2 separate regions of the Gossypium arboreum genome follow, and region 2 is linked to region 1. Evidence: chromatin contacts called from public Hi-C data. All regions are on one chromosome and are shown on one strand. The core of a region is the stretch at or near the end of the contact, and the rest is flanking DNA. Distances in the headings are between cores, read along the strand shown.

What was found. A called contact is a pair of places that touch in the nucleus more often than the background predicts.
Region 2: a Hi-C map of leaf shows a contact between it and region 1, with 2.7 times the contacts expected there. The contact joins the promoter of LOC108465033 here to the promoter of LOC108470946 in region 1. A contact is called at or near these places in 2 of 5 Hi-C or Micro-C datasets (both in leaf).

What each region holds. Positions count from the first base shown.
Region 1 is chr11:27,980,292-27,986,029 of ASM2569848v2, reverse strand. LOC108470946 reads left to right here and starts at 2,699. Exons shown (of 3, transcript XM_017772478.2): 1 at 2,699-3,095; 2 at 3,218-3,433; 3 at 5,077-5,410. The coding sequence starts at 2,844. The coding sequence ends at 5,136. LOC108473203 reads left to right here and starts at 1,017. Exons shown (of 2, transcript XM_017774738.2): 1 at 1,017-1,179; 2 at 1,454-1,976. The coding sequence starts at 1,106. The coding sequence ends at 1,721.
Region 2 is chr11:28,215,249-28,220,502 of ASM2569848v2, reverse strand. LOC108465033 (probable protein phosphatase 2C 80) reads right to left here and starts at 1,390. Exons shown (of 6, transcript XM_053020883.1): 1 at 917-1,390; 2 at 46-315. The coding sequence starts at 170. It also overlaps the pseudogene LOC108465025.

The DNA.
Region 1 (5,738 bases), core at 1,450-3,949:
AGGTTATTGATATTGTTACAAAAATAAAATAAAAAATAAAAATATGGTATACATTTCATGCTATCTAAATAAAATTTCAATATAAATATAATAAACGGATATATATTCTAGTTAAAATATATTATATATTAGAAATATTATAATATGTGTATGTATGTGGAAATCACAAATTTAGAATATAAATGTGAGTTTAAAAATAATATATAGTAAATAATGAAATGTATATTTTGAAACTAATTAATAATAACGCATGAAATATGTACTATATTAAAATAAAAAATAGATTAAAATTATTTATTACAGTATTTTTATCAATTTTGAGTTGGTATCGAGTTAACTTGTAATACTAATTTAATCAAATATATTAATATATATAAAATTGATGAAGGTAATAAAATGTGTATAATAAAAATTGAAATATATAAAAATATCAAATTAAAATTTTAGTTGAGTGTTAAATTAAAAATTTTACAAATATAATTGGTTTGGACTCAAATTTTATCATATACTAATTTTTATTTATTTATTTAAATAAAAATTAAATTATCCTCAAATAATATAATTTATTTTAATTAAAAATATTTGTATAATTAAAAACACTTATTACTGGCCATTTGCTTTACAAGATGCTCAATGCTAAAAGGTTCGTATTCCTATTTGATTTTTCTGCTTTCTTTTTCACTTTTGTGTAATACTTTAAATATTCAAAAAGAGATAACTTTACATGCTGGCATATTGATCGATCCACTCCTTTAAGCTTATATATATGGGAAAAAAGTAGTATTTGCATAATATCTTTTAAATGAAAAGGTTTAATTAATAATAGCTACCTAAACTATTAGATTTATTTGAGTTAAGTACCTAAATTATTTTTTTATGATACTAAACTTTAATTCCGATATAGAAATTGATACCTGCTGTTAGTGCCCTCAGTAAAAAAAAATGTCAACAATAAAATTTCACTAAGTCATCGTCTTATTAAAATATAATTAAATAAAATAAAAATAAATGACCTTTCCCTTCCCCGTCCACCGCCCCCTCTCTCTCCCCCTCCACTCACCGTCCCTCTCTCTCCATCTTCAAATTCCAGTTTGACTTTTCAGCAATGCTGGCCGCAAAACCAGATGGAAGTTGCAGCCCTTCTTTCTTTCCAATGAATTCCAGCCCCTTAACATTCTGGTAAGGGAATTTTACAGAAATGAAATCAATTCACCGTAACAATCTTGTTGCATTGCTCTCAGGCTGCCGATGCTTGGCAGTGTGTTGGTATTAGCACAAATTTCCAATCGGTGCATGAACTTCTTGTGTATTATATTTCAAATGCTGGTCTTGCACATCAGAATCGGGTTTTGCTTATAGCTTGGAGTTTATGGTTCCATTGAAACCTTCTTTGCTGGAAATCTGTTGACGAGTCTCCTAATCGAATTGTTCTTTTTCTGATGGTTATTTGCAGGATTGGAACGATGCTTGGGAAAGTTTCAAACAGCTGCAGGTACTTCAAATGGCTGGGAAAGACCACCGGAAGGTTGGATGAAATGCAATGTGGATGGGGCTTTGGGATTCTTGTTTGTGACCCCTCTGGCCATTTTGTCAAAGGCTTGTCTGGATCGTTGGGGGTCGGGATGGAACAGAAACTTATTAAAATCATGTCGATAAGAGAGGCTTTGTCTTCGCTGCATGAATCGATTGCCAGGAGGCTGTCCATGCTAGTACTAAACTGAAGCAAGACATCTCCTAGTTTGGCACCATTGTTCACGACTATTTACGTTTGAAATCTCAATTTCAACTAATATCCTTCCGTGCTAATAGAGCAGCTCACTATCATCAGCATTTCGTTCTAGGTTGGAATGATTTTCCTTCTTTTCTTTAAGCTATTTTGGTTTTGTATTTTGCCACTAATAATTTCAATGTCTCTAGCATTAGTCTGTTGGGTTGGGATAGATTTCTCCCTTAATTGCCTCTTAGAACATTATTGTTGTTTTATTTTATTTTATTTTATTTCGTTAATGAAAAATAAAAGTTTAATTGTTCAACATGATTTAAAATTAATATTTGTACTAAAAAAGTTAATTCTAAACCTCCAATCTTTTTTTTACCTCCCGCTAACTCAAATTCTTACAAATAATTTCGTAAATTTTAAATTTTCAATTTTAACTAAACTTTAAATTTATTAAATTAATTTATGTTATTTTTAAAATTTAATGCAGTAAATATATTATTATATGCATAATATCATTTTAATTAATGAATTTAACGGGTACTATTTAAGTTAAAATGAAAATTTCAAAATTTGAAAAGTATAAAATTAAAAATGATTAAATTGAAAATTAGAGACTAAATTCACAATTTTAGCATAGTAAGTAACTAATAGCAGAATCTAACCTAGCTGTTACCAATTGGATTAGGATTGAAATATCAATTTCAATATTCAAGAAAGACAAAGATTAAGAAGAGTATAAGGATTAGATCTGCAACTTACTCATAGTATAAGGACTAGTAGCAGAATTTGTCCTTAAAATGAAATGCGATCTCAAAGTGAGAGACGGCGCCGTGTGGAGTCGGTGGGTTATATGAAAATGAAATTGACAAGAACACTGGCAAAACGGTCAAATCTATTATCAGATTCACATCAACGGTCAATATCGTCCACAAATTAATCAAGTGTGGTGGCCCGCATAGAATGACATTTACATACAATTACTAATTCAGTCCTTTTCTCTCAAAACGGCAAATGGATCAAAATTAAAACGGCAAATCAAAGATCAGTTCCCTTTGTCGGTTTCCTTCCAAATCCAAGTCCACACCATTTCTACTAAACAAAGAACGCAAGAAGAAAAAAAGAAATGAAGAATGACGATACTCTGCCGACGACAACTGCAACGACAACAACGGCGTTAGCGAATGTGAAGAAGGAAAGCTCAGATTCGAGTTTATTTGGTAAAGGTCGTTACAAGTTCTGGGCTTTAGCGGCGATTTTGTTATTGGCATTCTGGTCGATGTTCACCGGCACCGTTACTCTGCGGTGGTCAGCCGGTAACCTCAACCGTTTTTCAGATGATTTTGATAGCCATATTCACGACGATCTAGACGTTCTCGTATGTTCCCCACAAATTTTCTCTTCTTTTTTTTTCTTTTTCTAATTCTGCTTTTGCCTGAAGTTCTGTTCTCACTTCTCGCTACTCAATTATTTTCTTTTTCTTGTTTCATTTTCGGTTAGGAAATGGAGGAGAGAGAGAAGGTGGTGAAGCACATGTGGGATGTGTACACTAACAGCCGTCGGATTAGATTACCTAGGTTTTGGCAAGAGGCATTTGAGGCTGCCTACGAGGAGTTGACCAGTGATGTGCCTGGGGTTAGAGAGGATGCAGTTAGTGAGATCGCTAAGATGTCCATACGCTCCGTGGATCTTGATCCTCTTCCAGTCCAACCAACGGTGAGGATTTAGGTTTCTTCTCATTGTTAGTTATGCTTATCTTCGTGTGATCTAGAATAATTCTTGCATTTCAGCATTTGATTAAACACATGCTTTGCTTAACGTGCGATTGTTCAGTAAACTTTTTACATGTAGATGAACAAAAGCAACTAGCTTTTTCTTTAATTGCTTCTGGGGTTTTATACGTAGTTTACATTTCATTCAAGTATAATTTCTGCTCTTGATCCTTTTATGAAACTTCATCTTCCTTTTGGGGAATTTGCATTAAGTGGGTGGGATCTAGAAGTTGGATACACATAGCACCCTAGCAGGAGCTATAAAATTTTGTTGCTAATCTTCTATAGTCATTGTTTTCATGGTATGCCATTCTAGCTAAGTTGTTCTTCTAGCTTTATCGATTCTTTTATGGATTAAGAAATATCAAGTTTTCTTTTTTTGTAATTCACACTAGAGACTAGTCCTTGACGATTGCTAGCAACCTGTCTGCCTCTTTTGGTGGGAAATCAGTTCTTAGTTCTGCCAAAGCTAAAGATAATCTTAATCTGGATGATTTTTCCCTTCTAGAGTTTGAGGTCCAATTAAGTGGCATTTGTCAAGGTGGTGCAAGGACTTTGGTATATTTCAGAACATGCAAGGGGATGGAAACTTAAGGTTTGATGGTTAAAGTTTTTATATTATGGAATTCTTTGGTACATATGGCCAAAATGAATAAGGGATTAGGTCAATTGATTGACATCAGAGCTTGGTAAAGTTTCTACTTGAAATAGGTAGGTTTGTGCCTCTCAACCTCTTTGTCAGTTGCAGCATATCTGAATTTGACATGAATTTGCAGCTGTAAACACCCTTTGTTTGCTGTATGTAGTGTGTTTGTAAGGAAACAAATGAACAATGAGCTGAGGCAAACTCTCTTTTCTTACTATGGATTTCTTCTCCCCTTATTTATTGGTGTTCTACGAGTTCCAGTGATTTGATATTGTTGACTTCCTCTTCATGCTGGGATCTATACTGAATAACATAACCATGTTATATGCTCTTGTACTTGGAGCACGGTTGCAGCATGTTTAGTCTCATGATAATTTCTGTTTTCCTGTCTTTTAATGATTGTCTCAATTGGAATGTCGTGATAATGGGGTTACTTTTACTCTGAGATATCCTTTAATTGAATTAGCCGAAGTGTCATTTGATTTTATTTATCTGTTTGGGATTTCACTGTTTTACTTAAGGAAGCACATCTAACCAATTAGTTTTTGTCATTCTTTCAGTTATTCTTCCTGTTGTTTTCACTTTAATTTGATGAACCATGGGGATACTGCACAACCTGTTTATCCAATAGGTTATATAGTCATTATGTGATCATGGTTGGATGGTATTGACTACTCATGACTAAACTTTTACACCCTTCAATGTCTCAACGAACAGTCTTATAGTAGAAAACTTTGTTACCTATAATGATTCAGAGGTAAAATATCATTCAAAATTTAAAGGTAGGTGCGAAAAATTACAGTTAGAAACCAATTGAATGAATTAAATTAAAGAAATAGTAAAGTTGTTTATGTGATGCTGTTTCCATTTGTTAGCTCAGTGGATGGAATTTGATTGACTTCAGCTTTGCGTTGTTACAATTTTAATGTTTTTGGCAGAAGGGTGTAAAACGAGCAGAGAAAGGTAGATTGAAGTTGATTTCAAGTGGAAATAGTGAATAATGTGAGGCTTCAAATCTTTATTACTACTTTTGTTTGTGTTCTCATTTTGGTGATATGCTGCCGAAGTTTAAGAGAGCAAATAGTGTGGTCTGGTCTGGTCTGATGGTTACACATTTTTCTCACAGAAACAAACTATGTATTTGTTTAGTTAGGTTCTCTATTCTTTTGAAAATTTTGCACTCAATCCTTTGAATTGGGATGTAACTACAACAGTAACAACACCCTACGAAGCTATAAATATTTTGAACAGATTTTTATTACATCATCATAATAATTGTTATTTTTAGCATAAAATTAAATTGATCTTACAATTTTTTTAACCTTTTATATGATTTATATTTATTAATTTTGGTTGTATCTTATCTATTTTTCATGTAAATTATGAATGCCTGTTTTTTGAATAAATAAAAATGATTCATTCCTTTTTATATAAAATTTTTATATTAAAACCTCTTTTCAAGCTGTTTTTCTTATAAAATACTTTTATTTTATAGTATTTTTTAGGGTATTCTAATACCGTAGTTTTATAATTTTCAACACTTATATTTTATTATTTAACCAAAACTTCATTTATTTTTGTATTTTTTAAAGCCTCATTTGAT
Region 2 (5,254 bases), core at 141-2,640, 240 kb before region 1:
TTACCAGAGTAAGAGAAAGACTGAATCAACCCTGAATTCACAGACAAAAATTTGAGCTGTCTAAGCAATGAACTTGCTGAGTCGGACAACGGAACTTGTTTTCCTGTAAGAGACCTTTGAAAACCAGTAAATACAACAGGTTTTAGCTTAGAAAACACAACTGCTGGCATCTTTAACCCTTATATCAAGTTCCCTTAATTCAACCACCGTTTGAGAGAATACCAGACCTTGTATTGCAAACAAAAGGCTATACGTTGACACGCGTGTAACCACCTACCAGCAATTTCCTCTAAGGAAGCATATTTGTCTCAATACCTGAAATAGCAGACAAAATAGAGGTATATTATATTATATGTATTATGTACATTAAGGTTTGGGCTTTAGGAGCGTAGCAAAGATGCATAAGCTCACAAAATTCAACAACAAAAAGGAAAGAATGGGAAGAGTTGAAATCACTTAAGCTACTCACATGGCTCAAGAATTATTCAAATTGCATTTAGATCAAAAAATAATAATAATATATTAACTGGATTTTAACAAAAATAATAATATTACTCATGAAAAATGGTTTTGGATACATTGTTTTTTATTCTTTTCTTAGCAACTTTTGAGCATTAGAAGAAACGAGTAACCAAAACATAGCTTAAGTGTACAAATGCCTTTTTAAAGTTAAATATTTCTGGCATACAATAAAAAGAAAACATATGAATTCTGCATACATCAATGACAAAAACACATGGATAATTTTAAATTTTTAATCATCAAAAAAGAAGAAAAAAAAAACGTAGGTAATTTAAAGAATCTAAATGCTGAGAAATATAATTCACAAAAACTAGAACTCTCAACAACTACCTACAAACTACAGACAATAGCCAAATAAAATGCAGAACTTGATAATGAAAGAAAAAAAAAGAACCTGTTGAAGCGGCTTAATCTGGTATTATTCGACACCTGAATGTTAGAGACAAAAAGGAAAGAAAGCAAAGAGAAAGAAAGAAGAAAGAAGCTCCGAAGAAAGACCTAAACGAGAATCGACGATCTCCGGAGCTTCTTCGCTGCCTCTCCCTCTCCCTCTCTCCCTCTCCCTTCGGCTCTGCGGATGCTGCGGATGTTTCACTTTTTCAGGGCAAGCGCTGTATTGAGGATAAACACGTGATACATTCTTGGACACGTACCCAACCCAACCCTCTATTCTTAGGACTTAAATGTATTTATTTCAAGTTCTTCCACCTAGATTTAATAGAAAAAAAAATAGATTTAATAGAAAATATTAATACCATAATTAAATTATGGTTCATAAGTTATAAGAAATGATTAATTTTATATAGAAAAAATATATGAAAGTTGTGAGTAACTATGTTCTATACTTGCATGCTTAATTTTTTGTGTAAGTTTTCAACTCTTCAAGTGCAGTTGTTAATAAGTGAGTTTTAGTTTTGCTCAGTTTATTAATTTTAGATTAAATTGTATTAATTTCTAACCTACTTATAATGTAATAGTTTGATTTTGTATTATAATTAACTTTTAACTATCTATTTTAATACTTTAATATTTATAATTACTTCAACTTATATTTATATTTTGATGGTATTTTATTTATTATAGAAAAATTGGAACCCACAACAAGAGTGTGAGATATGAGGTGACGGTCAGTGGGAGGTTGGTGACTGACTATTTTTATAATATAGATTAAGCAAAGGTGGGGCGTGGACGGGTGGGTGCAATAAACAAATGGAGGGTTAGCGAAGCGGGGAGTTGAAGAGCGACGAGGTCCGTTCTTTTTTTAGGTTTGGGGTACAGCAAGGTTGTGGTGGTGGAGTCGCCTCATCCAAAAGTTTTGTCTCTACCTAGATATAAGTTTTAGCTATTGGATATCAAAATTTCTTTCTAAAAAAAAATCAATTAAATGATACTAATAAAAAGGGCTACATCAATCAATTAATCAGTTGAGTAATGCTAAAAGCTTCTTCTTCTTTTTTTTTTTCTTTTTGCGTAATGCTAAAGGCTATAAGAAATGGTAAAAAAAATGCTCCAAAATCAATGGAGCCCATTAATGGATTATTTGGCCCAAATAGGAAAGAAAAGGGAAAACACCCAGTTAAACATCTTATTCGTTGTCTATATGGTCCTGAAGCCCAATAAACCATTACGGTTTACAAAAGTCGAACTATTCTTGGAATTACATTACTTGAGTTCAACAAATAACCAAACAAATCCATTATTTTCATATAACTTGGGCAATAGTCTACGTACTAGCAAACATAAAAATAAAATGGGATAAATGGTACGAAAGGGAAAACCCAGCACAAATTTACAGATCAGCAGAGTGGAAGATCAGGAGGTGGAGGTGGCAAATTCTGCATTTTGCCTTTCCCATTCTTCACTAGAAAAGCCATTGACAGTCCCCATGTTGTGTGCACTTCCAGATGGCAATGCATGAACCTCATTCCTGAATTATTCATTACAGTTAATAAAGTAATCAAGGTGACAAAATAAAAACAAAACTGAATGAAAAATTTTATGGTTTTTAGCTATGAAATTCACCTGGATTATCAGCTCTGAATCGAATGACTGCCCATCTGCCTTCTGGCACACCCACTGTGTTCCTATAGGGAGGAAGGATTGTACAAGTTAAGAAGTGCAGTGGTGGAGTTATAGTTGCCAAGACCAGTGCCCAACAAGTAGAAGCTAAAGCCGTGAAGGTGTATGGGATGCTTCTCAGTTCCTACTGTGCCAGTGTCTTGAAATATGACTTGAACTGCCCAACCATGTTCCAAGATACTAACTTGAGTCCCTATTGCGGATTGTGTATCGACACTAATGTTATTGGGAGCCCCATTTACAAAATCATACATCTTTTCTGGTTTATCAGGGAAATCCGTACTATAATATCCTTGTAAATTATTGTAATAAGCATTCAGAAGAGACACCATTGGTCTTCGAAAAGTTACATTGTTGACTGAAGCCGCAAAGATTCCCCCATCAGGCCCCTGGCATCTATCAGAGTCAGGTGCGTCGCAGCTGAACGCGTTGAGTCCAATTGTCGATTGTCAAAGGAACATCAACAGGGGACCATTGGTGGTTTGGGTATAGCCTTTTGACTTGGTCCGAGAATGCTTGAACCGATGCAGTGTCATTTACATTAGGTATGATTGGTTCAAGAGGTGTCATCGACGTTTCACACGTGACTTCTGAGCTAATTTGTCTACTTTCACTGTGGGTGATGCATAACGGAGAATCCCACAAGAAGTTTTCATCAAGAAGGGGACGTTTTTGGCTGGCATGTAAGGGGCCATTGCCATGTATTTGCCAATGGACAGGTCTGCTTTGAGCAAGACGTTGTATGTCTGGCCTGGAGTCAGCATTAGGAACGTGGTTTTGAAGGGTTTTGTGTATTCTCCATCAGTTTCCACTACAGTCATAGTATGGTTAGCCACCATGAAAAAGTGCTCCATGTTAAGGGCTGCATTGATGATTCTGAGAAGATAGTTCTTCCCTTTTGAAACATTAATGGTGTATACATCTGCACAATATTAAATGAAAAGAACCCCCCACAGACCAACCATCAGTAGTTTTAACAGTAATGGAAATTAAGATATACTTGTTTGTTCAGTGCATTTAAAAGACCATATATACCATCTCTAGAACAGTTATGGAGGGGACCAGGAAGACCATTCAAAGTGTAGGCATCTGACCCTGGGGGACCTCCTCCTGATTCTTTCACATGTCTTTCCAAGCCCTGGACGTCTCGAAGCCAGTACTCTCCTGTCCAAACAACACCGCTTGGTTAAAATCATGTCGAGTTTCTGATACATGCAGATGAATCCTTGCGGATCAAGGTAGCTTGGTGAATACGAAATGGATTACCTAGTATAATGACATGCTCTTCAACGGGAGGCTGAAATGGATAACCTACTCCTTGCTTGGGGTAGATAATGAGGGGACCATGAACCGTTGCTCTTAGCCATGATATGTAAGCATGCCAGAAGAGTGTGCCCCGTTGGTTCAACAATGTAAACCTGTATTTGAAATTCTGGCCTGCTTGGATCGGACACTGAGTTATGTAGGCAGGGCCATCAAACCAGCATGTTAGCCTTCGGCGGACCCCATGCCTTTAATAAGAAACCGAACCAACATATGTCACTCCTATGCTTACTAGCAATATGGTGAGCTAAACAGCTAGAGGAGGAAAAAGAATGAAGTAAATTTACTGATCAACTTTCTTACAAGTGAATTGAAATGTTGTATGGAGTAAGATTCGAGACCTTGACGACCACAGTGTCGTCTTCCCAAGCATAAATAGTAGGTCCAGGATACATACCATTGACAGTGAGTATAGTTGATGTTTTGCACAGTTTTGTAATAGAGGCTGTTTGAACCTGTTAACTCACTGAGAGGTTTATTTCAACTTCAAAGACAACTCACAACTCATATGCAAAGCTGAAAATTGAAGATTATGAGTTATACTTTACAGAAAAAAAAAAATTGTCTAGATCAAGTTCAGCAATTTTATTTTTAATCCTCAACATTACTTATTCTAGGTAGTGACATTACAAGGAAAATAGTTATATCAAGATTTTTTTTTTTTAAATTTGAAAAGCAGAATAAATAATGATAATGAGGGCCCAGCTTAATTGATAAGTCGACAACCAGACATTAATGCTCTAGCAACAGCGAAAAGAGGGATGGATGCATCAATGCCTCGTTATTATCCGCACAGGATTGCATTAAGCATCACCTTGAAGTCATAATATCTTGTAACACTCGCTTTATGCCATGCTTCAAGAACACCTCCAATAATGGAGAAGAAAAGAAGAAACAACAAAAACCTGCAACAACTATTTTCCAACTGATTTCTTGGCATTCCCATACACCCAGAAAAGAAATCAAGGGGACCAATTTATACCAACAACAAATTGGTCCTTGAAAATCCATGTTTGGAGCAGTTGAGAAAAAAACTAGTCCTAACATTCTTGATAGTAGGAAACAAGTTTCTTCTTCAATGGTTTGGTAGACTGTCATTGTATTGAGCATGTAAGAGAGATTATGGTTCCAGGGGCTTCTGAGATGAGTCATCAATTGTTTCTTAGTATTTGTATTCTTGAAAACCTAATCAAATGTTAAAAACAGGACACATGCTTATGACGAAGTATTCATCTCCAAATGGAATTCGTAAATGCAGAGAAATATGGTGGTTGCTGACTGTATCTACCTTGTATTGCTATATCATGTCTTCTAATTTGGAGCAGTATAT